Linked DNA regions of Rattus norvegicus: region 1 is linked to region 2. The links are chromatin contacts, called in public Hi-C maps. All regions are on one chromosome and are shown on one strand. The core of a region is the stretch at or near the end of the contact, and the rest is flanking DNA. Distances in the headings are between cores, read along the strand shown. Region 1 holds the start of Commd1 (copper metabolism domain containing 1). Region 2 holds the start of LOC102552343.

Region 1 (5,331 bases), core at 1,136-3,635, 150 kb before region 2:
AAAAAAGACTGCTCCTCCAGAGGTCCTGAGTTCAATTCCCAGCAACCACATGGTGGCTCACAACCATCTGTAATGAGATCTGATGCCCTCTTCTGGTGTGTCTGAAGACAGCTACAGTGTACTCATATAAAGTGGAATCCTGAATGCAGTAATCATGGGATCTTTGTTTATGCCTTGTTTGTCCCTTGACTGCTTTGTTTATGCCTTAGGACTGACCCTATTCTATGTATGCACCTAGAATGATATAAAAGCAGACTGGGGTCATGTTAGTGTTGTCGGCTCCCTCCCTGGAAACCCTGTTGACTGACTGAGCTGGCTTGTCAGACACAGCTAGCATTTTGAAGTCTGGGATATAGAACTCTACCTCCCAATCAATTGTGTTGGAGGCAAAGAGGTCCTCGTGCTCACAGGTAAGTACCAGGAAAAGCAGGAATGTAAAACACAAGGAAAGAGATGTATAACATGTTTCTGCTCAGAAGGCTGGGAATGGATGTGGTTAGTAGCCTGGTGACCTCTGTGCTGTCTGCATGGCCGAGGCACATCTGGCTCCCCCAGACTTTGTTATCTCATTTTCCCGAGATGCTTGTTTGTTTTTGAGACTCATGTACCTACAGAGTGCGAGCATGTAGAGGCCAGCATATAATAAAACCCTGCCTGGTCTGGAGTTCCCTATGTAGCCCAGCCTGTCTTCTAACTTACAACTACCTGTCTCTACATCCTGAATAAAGGCATATGTTACCATACCTGGCTCAATAAGTTTTATATTGACATTTTAGACATAATTAAAAAACTGAGCCATTGTTTGTATACTCTTAAGTCCTCAACACAGTATAAGTTATCCACAAAGTGAGTATTTGGTCTTTCATATGGATATTTAAAAATTAAAGCAAATTCTCTGGTGCTGGAGATCTTGCTAAGTGGTAGAGCACCTGCCTAGAACACACGGAGCTCTGCCTCTCATCCTCTCAAAACACAACTGCAGAAAATAAAAACTTAAGGGTCCTTTGGAAAGTCAGTGGGATGGTTGAGGCAAGACACGTGGAGGACATGTGATATTTGGAGGGCATAAACAGGACTTCACAGATAGCTTGGCTTGCTGATACAGCTAGCTGTACACAACAACCTCTCCCTGACCCTCAGATCCATGTCTTTTGTAGAAGTCACGGTTCCAAACATATTCCCTTCAAAATAAGATGCAGGCGTTTGGTTACTTCACATGTTGTCTGCTCACCAGGCTACATAATTGTGCTTGAATGCAACCGGAGTTCATAATGTATTATTCTATGTCCTTTTATTTTAATTTTTTTGTCTTTCGAGGCAAGGTTTCTCTGTGTGGTCCTAGCTGGTCTCAAACCCAGAGAGCCTCCTGCCCCTGACTCCAAGTCTAGGGATTAAAGCCCAGTGTGCTATTTTTTAATTGTAGATTACAATTAGCTTATATTAAATTTTAAATTGGGAGCTAATTTACATATTGTGAAACTGTCTTTTATCGTACACATAAATGGATACAGGACAAAGCCAGCCGTGTAATTATTACCAGTGGCTACTCACTGGCATTTTCATCATCTGAAAAAAGATCTTGTACCCATTCAGTCATTTCCCATTCTTCCCTCCTTCAGTCCTTGGCAAATGAATTTTTGTATGGATTTGCTTAGTTTAGATATTGCATATAAATAAGATCATCCAATTGTCTTTCATGTCTGGCTTCATTCATTTCGTGTGGTTCTTTGAAGGTTTATTTTTAATTGTGTGTGTGTGTGTGTGTGTGTGTGTGCACATGAGTACATTGCTGCTTAAAGCTCTAAATTTCTGAGGTTGGGGTTACAGGAGGTTATAAGTCGCCTAAAGTGAGTGCTGGGAACTCTACAAGAGCCGTATGCATTTTTTAACCTCTGAATCCGTTCAGCCCTCATTTAGCACACTTTAAAGGTTCACCACCTATATTCTAGTATCATGCTACACGCTTATAGGTGAGTATAAGTAAGGGTATTTTTTTGTAATTACATAGGTAGGTATTTACTAATGCGATTCCAATTCAAGAATGAAAAGAAGGCATTGAAAAATATTGGTTATAGAAAGTGGACCATACTGATAATGCTAGAAAGACAACATACCAGTATACAAAAAGAAATTAACGCAGACAAAGGAATCATGTCCTCAGGAGGTAGCTACATTTAGGGGTTGGGGAGGATTTAAGAGCTTCGAAATGAGTGGTAGGCACTGTTCATTTAATCGCAAGCTGTAGAATGAGATACAGCCATCGAAGAGTTAAAGTGGTGTTCTCACGGTGTAACAGCTAGGTTTCTCCAGCAAGCTTAGTGCGCATCCATCTTTCCTTTGAGTGAAAAGGGAAACAGCATAGTGACCCTAAAGGAAACTGAGTGGATTGGCTGTGGTGGAAGTAGTGGATGTTTATATCGACTAGCGGAGGAACCGGGCATCGTGTTCCGTGGGTGCCTTTGCCAGCTTTTACGGCCCTTCTCGGCCCCCGTAGCGGACCGGAGCTCAGCCGCTGGGCGGCAGGCCCTCCCTAGCCATGGCGGGCGAGCTGGAGAGCTGCAAGTCCCTGAGCGGGCTGCTGAGCGGCCTGGCACAGAACACTTTTCACGGACACTCGGGTATCACTGAGGAGCTGCTGCACAGCCAACTCTACCCGGAAGTGCCACTGGAGGAATTCCGCCCCTTCCTGGCGAAGATGAGGGGAATTCTCAAGGTAGAGTTGTTCCGCCGAGTAACCCTGCCCTCCACGCAGCCTCAGACCCGCCCCCAGCCTGGGGTGCTGCTGGGTAGCTGGTCTTTAGCTTCTCCGCCCTTCTCCAGAGCCATGGAGCTAGCTCTGTTGCGCCCTTTGTTTTAGAGACACATACCGGTGAAAACCTTGACTTTTTACCCCCTCAAGACTTCTCTGTGTCTGTAGTATAGATAAGTTTCGAGTTTTCTTCGTCCCGGACTTTGATGGGTTGCACCGAGACCGCAATGGTGCACGGCTTTAATCTCAGCGCTGGGGAGGCAGAGGCGGGCAGAGAGCTTTGTGAGTTCAAGAACAGCCTGTTGTACTTAGCGAGTTCCACGACAACCAGGCAAGCCAGGGCAATGTGGTGTTATCCTTGTTTAAAGAGAGCGAGGGCATGCTTGCCAGCTTACCTGGGTTGTGGAAGTTGGGAAGCGTTAGAATGAGGTCGTTGGTGAGATAAAGGATTGATTAACTGGAGTAAACACCATTAAAGCAGTCGACTCTGTGGTTAAGAGGATATTTGCCAAAGGGAATGAGGTATACATCAGACTGTCTCATGAAAACTATTCGAGGGAAACAGAAGAGGTGAAATTAACTAGAGATTTGTCTTTATTTTACATGTATGGGTGTGGTGCCTGCATGTGCACTGGTGGTTGGAACCGTTATAGGCCACCACGAGGGTGCTGGAAACCCAGATCCTCTGCAAGAGTTTTATTACTTGCTCTTAACCTCTAAGCCATCTCTCTAGTCCCCTCAACCCCACCCGGGTTTTGAGATAGTATCTTTTGTAGCCCAGACTGGCCTTGAACTGTGTGTTCCTTCTTCCACTTCCCAAATGCTAGAATTACAAACATTTACCACCACCCCCTGCTGTACGTACATGCGCGCACACACACACACACACACACACACACACACACACACACACACACACCCCTAGACCAGCCAGGAACTCCAGAGATCTGGTTGTATTTGCTCTGCTAGTGCTTCCTTTCCATGGGTGCTGGAGAATCAGACCAGGCCCTAATTGAGCTATCTGCCCAGCTGGTTCCTGTGATTTTTTTTTTTTTTTTTTGGTAAGATGTTATAATTAAAGTGTATTCAAGGCATTATGTATCATTTATGTAATTACTATACAATGTATTGTTTTCATAAAGTCTTTATTTTTATTTTATGTGCATTGACATTTTGCCTGCATGTGTATCTTTGTGAAGGTGTTGGAACTTGTGATGCTGGAGTTGCCATGGGAAATGCTGGGAATTGAACCTGGGTCCTCTGAAAGAGCAGCCAGTGCACTTAACTGCTGAGCCATCTCTCCAGCTCCTTCACAAAATCTTTAAAGTACGATGTGAATCTTACATTTAAAATATTTTAATTGCAACTAGCCACGTTTCAAGTGGTTAAAGTGGTCACATGTGGCTAGTGACCACTCTGCTAATTCTGATTTAGACCTATGTGCAGCTTACTTCAGTCTGTCACTCGAATCTAGATCTAGCACCTTGTGGTCTTCACAGGCACCAGCTACTCATGCAGTGCACATATATGTGCAGGCAGAACCGTCATACACATAAAAGTCAATACCTCTTTGAAAGATGAAGTGGATGGACTAGGGCGGGGACTCACTGGGTAAAATGCCTGAGTTGGACCCTATCCCCCAGGCATGTTTGTAACCAACCCAGCTCTTGTGAGGTGGAGAAAGGCAGATGCCCAGACTTCACTGACCAGGCGGCCAGCCTAGCCAATCAGTGAGCGCTGGGCTCCGTGAGGCCTTGGGCTAGAATTTAAAAATAGGGTGGTGGGTCAGGGAGATAGCTTAGCAGGTGAAGGCACTTGCTGTCCGCCTGACAATCTACGTGAAGCTCCTGGAAACCACATGGTTGAAGGTAAATGGATTGTGGGAACTTACGCCCTGTCCTACACAGTCACGTTTGTTCATAAAGAAAAAGCTTGGAGAGTGATAAAGCAGGATCCCCGAAATCAGCTTCTCGCCTCCACACACACATTTACACACAAATGGGAGTGACACTGGGGAAGATACTTGACGTTGACCTCTTTCACCCAAATGCACACAGATGGGAAGGCAAATTTTAAGATGTCTATTTTTTTGTTTTTCGAGACAGTGTTTCACTGTGTAGTTTAAGCTACCTAAATAGCCTAAAACCACACTATTTAAAGTTCCTGTTAAATTTTAACATGCTACCAAAAATCCTTACGCTTTTATTTTATTACATTTATTTTATCTCTTTTTTCAAGACAGGTCTTTATACAGTCCTGGAGCTAACTCTGTAGACCAGGCTGGCCTTGAACTTGAGATCCACTTGCTTGTGGCTCTCAGTGCTGGGATCAAAGGCAAGCACCACTACCTAATTTTTCTTACAGTATTTGAATATAAGAAAAATAAATGCAATTACTTTACAGAAATTGACTCATGCAATGGGAGGAGTAATGTCTGAGTCACTTGTGGTCAAGTAGTGTCAGAGAGGTACAGGCCTGATGTGCCAACACCCTGGAGGGAAAGACAGGGGATCTTGAAGGTCAGCTTAGGTCTACACAGCTCAACAAGCCAGAGGCTGGGGATGTACGGTGCTTGCCTAGCA
Region 2 (5,038 bases), core at 2,205-4,704:
TTGCTAAGCCCAACTCCTGAAGTCGCGGTGCGAACTCCGCACCCAGCGCCTCCCGCATCTTGCATTCTTGGCTTTCTGGGACATTAGTGAAACCACGTGGAAACCTCATCATGTCTCTGATGACTTCACAACCTGAAGATCCGAAGAAGCCAAACAGGTATCTAGGTGGTTGCCGGTATTGTGTATGCTGAGAGCAAAGGTCAGGTGCACTTGGGTTTCCCTCTCCTCACCTCCCATGGTGGATTCCTCTCACCAACCACGCGGAGCCGTATAGGCTTAGCCACACGCCGGCGCTGGCAGAAAAATTCTCACTGAGCGCCACGCCCTGGTAGCTGAAGAGTTTGGACTAGTCCCTGGATCTCAGCAAGGTTTGGGACTCGGTCTCTTCTGTTTTTCTGGGGGAGGTTACTTCCTGGGGCGCGGGGGGGTAGTCTTTGGAGACCGCGCGCCCCAGTGTAACTTTGGTTTTCTTGGCGCAATGAGGGGCGGAGAGCTCGGAAAGGGCCCGGGGCACCATCCCAGCGGGACCTGGGCGCCAACTGGCGGGAGGGTTCGAGTTCGGCCTTTCCCAAACTTGGCCCAAGGGGCGGGAGCCCCGCAGTCCCGGCGGTGACGCGCGCAGTGGCGCGCCGTGTGATTGGAGAGTCGGGCGGGGGCGGGACCGAAGGGACGCGGCAGGCGGCGGCGGTGCCCGGAGCCTGGCCGGGAGTGAGGCGCAGCGGCCGCCGCGGCAACAAGTGCTGGAGCTGAGGCGAGCCGGAGCCGCCCAGACCCCGCCGGGCCGCCGGTCCGCGCACTGCGCATGGAGCGAGAGCGGCGGCGGTCGCGGGGCTGAGCCGCACGCGCGGCTGGGACGTGGATGCGGCCGCGGTCTCCCGCCCCGCCCCGCCGAGCTGGAGGTGTCCCTAGACAAGGTAGGGCCGGGTGGGTGGGCACCGGCCCTGCGTCCCCGCCCCGCCGCGCCAGTTCCGGCCGGTGTGGGCGCCCGTCGTTCCCGGCCGCTCCTCTGTGGCTCCTACGGTGTCTGCGCATCCGCTCCATCGGGTCCTCCTCGCCGCCCCCAGTCTCACTTCCCTGGTCTCCGCACATCATTTCCCTGGCCTCCTCACCTCCCGGATCGCCTTACGGTCTCTCCGTTCCTCCTGCCCGGCTTCCTCACCTCCCGGTCCTTCTCTCCTCCTTCACAGTCTCCTCACCTTCTCCCCAGTTTCTGGGCCTCCACCTCCTTCCCGACCTTCTCACCTGCTCGGCCTCTGCTCTTCCTGCACCCACAGGGAGAGGGCAGTGACACCCTGAGCCGCGCTGCACCCCGCGCTTGAGGTGCGGGCCTGGGCGGCGGGGGAGCATCGCCGGCGATGTGCTGCCCCGCCCGCGCACTGCGCCGGTCTCGGGTGCCGCAGGGGCAGATCAGGTGTTTGTGAGCCTCTGGCTGTCGCTTTCCACCCCCATCCGCTGGCACTGTTATCTCCGGGTACCCAAAGACTGGTTTCTGTGAAACTTCGGGAGAACCTTTCGTGTTGACCTCTAAAAAATATTCCACGCCGCCCGTGTTGAATGATTAACCAGACTCAGGACAGCCTGGGGAGCTGGCCCCGAGACTGGCAGGTGGGCGCACCTGCGGGTCGGGGATCCTTCTGGGGACCGAACACCTAGCACCTGGTTAACTGCGCTCGCCTAGGGTTCCCTGAGCTCCGGGTCTTGGGTGGGAAAGAAGCTCAGTGGAGACTCCTCTCTAGTGTCATCGCGCGCGTGCGAGGTCATCTTGAAAAGTAATGCACACGTTTTGTAACCCGGGTTGGCCCCAGGCTCGCTCCTGCCGCAAATACAGGGTGGCTAGCCTTCGCTCCCGGCTGCCTGTGATGGTTGCCTCAACACTCTCAACTTGACAGCTGGGAACGATTAAACCTGTTCTTTTGTCCCCCGTCCTCACCCCTGCGCATGCCATAGCTTTTCCAGGCTTCGAAGCCAGTGAGTGAAAATGGGCTTCATGTTATTACCGATCCTTCCGGGGTATTTATTTGTGCCTCGGAAAGTGATGGGATGGTAACGAAAATGGAATGGTTAATGAGAAGGCCACTGGGCCTGAGTGGAGATAGGAGGGCGGGACCGGGGCCCAGCCCAAGCGCACTTCTGTGGTGTTCAGATCGCTCACCCGGAGAGGGGATCCGCTCAGGGGCAAGCCGGTCACTTCCCGCCTGTTCTAGTCCAACTTCTGTTTCTTTTGAACAGAGATTATGAAAGCTGATGGAACCGGGGAGTTTTTACACCGGTCCTAGAGCTCTTTAAGGTTTTAAGATCAAAGATTGCAGGAGCCCCGTAGAACTCGTCTGAGTAATTTCCGCACTGTAATCCAGTGCGTTGCCCGTGTGTTTATCAGCAGATCTGCTAGGAACTCCTTTCTCAACGTGGAATACTGCTTTCCCCCTCAGGACTCAGCCTGCTGCTCTTCATTTAGTCTTTTTGTGTAGATGGTAAACGTAATGAAATACCGGGTTCTCTGCTAAACCGAAGAGTCCCTTCACCGATCTTGTTTCTGCCACGTGCTGTTAAATGACAAGTTGGTTTCCCCACTTGAGCCTTGTTCCCCCTGTTTAGTTTTGGAATCAGGATACTTGGACAGTAAGGATTGTTTTTAGGGACAATGAAGATGCTTAAGTGCATGTGGAGATCATAATGAAGTTCCCGCTGGCTTCAACTTACCCTTGCCCCAAACCAGTGATCCGGTGGAACCCTTCAGATTTGCCCGATTTGTCCAACCTGAAATCACCCAAGCTTCACAGACAGAAATAACAGATTTTTGAGACCTAAGAGGTAGTCTTTGAGAAAAACACAATTTGCTTATGAATTGCTTTCCCCCAAACCCATTGCTTTTTAAGACCTTGAGCATAGAGATGATTTATGGTTTTGAAGATTATACTTGTTTAAGAAAAAAATAATTCAAAGTAGGACATGGTGGTTCACACGTCTTTAGTCCTAGTACTTGGAGGTAGAGGCTGGTGGATTGCTGAGTTCAAAAGGCCAGCCTGGGCTTGTTTTGGAAACCAAAAAATAATTTTAAAACAATTTAGATTTCCCTAGTTCTAACATAGTACAGTTATGCTCCAAAGGGAAAGGGGGAACCAGTAATTGACTGTTGACTTTGCCCTATCGTTTGTTCAAATGCGTGAGCATGTTTTCTAAGGGTTATACTAGGAAACAAGATCCAAACATTGCCCAATGGCAGTACAATCCATTATAACACATTAATGGTGGTACATAAATTACTGAAGCTCAGAAATTATCGTGGAGGTCTTTTGGTCTTCTGTAATTGGTCAAAGATTGTTGTGATCAGTCATCTGACATTTGTAGGTGATTACGGATTAAAGCATGGATTGAATGAGGCCCACTTCTTTTGAAAGCAGTAATTATTTCTTAACAACCAGTAAAGTCATCAGTAAAGGAGACAGTGCATAGCCCCAGCCCATCCCACCTTGCCCTCCCTCCATGTACTTCTGGCTCCTTCCCTCTTCTGGACGCAGTGGGCACTTGCTGAGCGTATTTAAATGGTCGGACGAATATATTCCTCTCTGGAGAGGCAATTACTGTTTGGATAAGAGGTGTGTGCTTGTGAGGTGAGACTTTTTGAGAATTGATGTAATGATTTCATCATTATCCACTGCTGGGGAGTTTGCCAGACTGAACCAAGCCTGAGTGAGAAGCATGAGGCGCTTACTGTGAGTGGAGGATTTGTTCCTTGTGCACTGGGGAACGCTATTCCTCCTGAGCTTTCTATTTCCTTCAACTGTATGTTGCCCCTTCTGTGAGTTTTTTACTTTCCCTGCCTGCTTCGTTTGCTTGGCTTAATTACTGTTAACAAAATGCAAACTCTTTGAGAACCAACATTGTATCCGATTAAAGTATAATGCACATTTTAATGTTTATGCACTGTTAGGTGTCCACATTTCCTATGTAAATGTAAGAAACTATTTCAAATTACTTTTTCTGTCTCTATAGACATTCTCTCCTGCAGGGTTTAATTCCCCACCCCACCCCCATTCAGTAGGTCAATTCCCAGTAGTCAAGCAATTGATACTTGACACGTTTCATTGTTACATTTTTTTAAAATTCTTTTTTTAATATTTTATTTATTTATTATATATGAGTACACTGTAGCTGTCTTCAGACACACCAGAAGAGGGCATCAGATCTCATTACAGATGGTTGTGAGCCACCATGTGGTTGCTGGGATTTGAACTCAGGACCTCGGGAAGAGCAATCAGTGCTCTTAACCACTGAGCCATCTCTCCAGCCCTCATTCTTACATTTTAAACTAGGTTTGTTTATAGCTTTCAGTCTGATGTGGTTACAATGTATATGGCTTACTACACGTTCTTTTCTTTCCCCTTAAAAAACAGACTCATTAGTCATGGCAATCAGTTGTAAGACTATAGGCGGGCTCCCTGAGCTGTGCTAAGGCAAGGTAGTTAGGAGCATGAACTGGGAGAGCTAAGGTTTTCCTTTTAGTTATGAGGCATAGTGTGAAGTTGTATGTTTATGTTAAGCAGTAGAACCTGAATTGCTGCTCTAGGCTTCAGTGCTCCTTTTCTAACGGAGCTCACCTTGAAGGGTGATGTCACTGGAGATGTTGCAGCCCCAGAAATTGGTTTTTACCTATCTATCTTCCAGTTAATCAGAATCAGCTGTAGCATATGTAGTGTTTTATAACCCCGTGGGATTTGAAAACTGGTTTTGCCCCTAGCCGTGTGACTGTGGGTAAGTTGCTTGGCCTCCCTGAATCTTAGTTTTCTCAACATGAGATGCTAGGAAAATTAAAGTGAACCATACAGCTAAGGTTCCTGGGCTGCTGAGATCCTCAGTGAGTTTGAGGGTGCCTGTCATCAAGCCTGACATAGACCTCTTAAGGGGAAGGAGAGAAGCAATTCCCACAAGTTGTCTTCTGACCTCTGCTTCTGTTCCATGGCTGGTGCTCACATACATGTACTCATACATGCAGATTTAATAAAACACCAGTACTACACCCGAAGAGGGGGATAACTTA

The links. Hi-C and Micro-C count contacts between places; a contact is called where the count stands out from the background.
Region 1: a Hi-C map of mammary epithelial cells shows a contact between it and region 2, with 2.6 times the contacts expected there. The contact joins the promoter of Commd1 here to the promoter of LOC102552343 in region 2. A contact is called at or near these places in 3 of 12 Hi-C or Micro-C datasets (kidney and mammary epithelial cells).

Annotation. Positions count from the first base shown.
Region 1 is chr14:101,182,693-101,188,023 of GRCr8, reverse strand. It overlaps Commd1 (copper metabolism domain containing 1), which reads left to right and starts at 2,385. Exons shown (of 3, transcript NM_001115022.1): 1 at 2,385-2,713. The coding sequence starts at 2,537. It overlaps LOC134481877 (a long non-coding RNA gene), which reads left to right. Exons shown (of 2, transcript XR_010057758.1): 2 at 1-1,692.
Region 2 is chr14:101,029,464-101,034,501 of GRCr8, reverse strand. LOC102552343 reads right to left here and starts at 3,454. Exons shown (of 2, transcript XM_039092880.2): 1 at 231-3,454. The coding sequence starts at 1,092. The coding sequence ends at 406. It overlaps B3gnt2 (UDP-GlcNAc:betaGal beta-1,3-N-acetylglucosaminyltransferase 2), which reads left to right. Exons shown (of 3, transcript NM_001107240.1): 1 at 1-199; 2 at 720-914.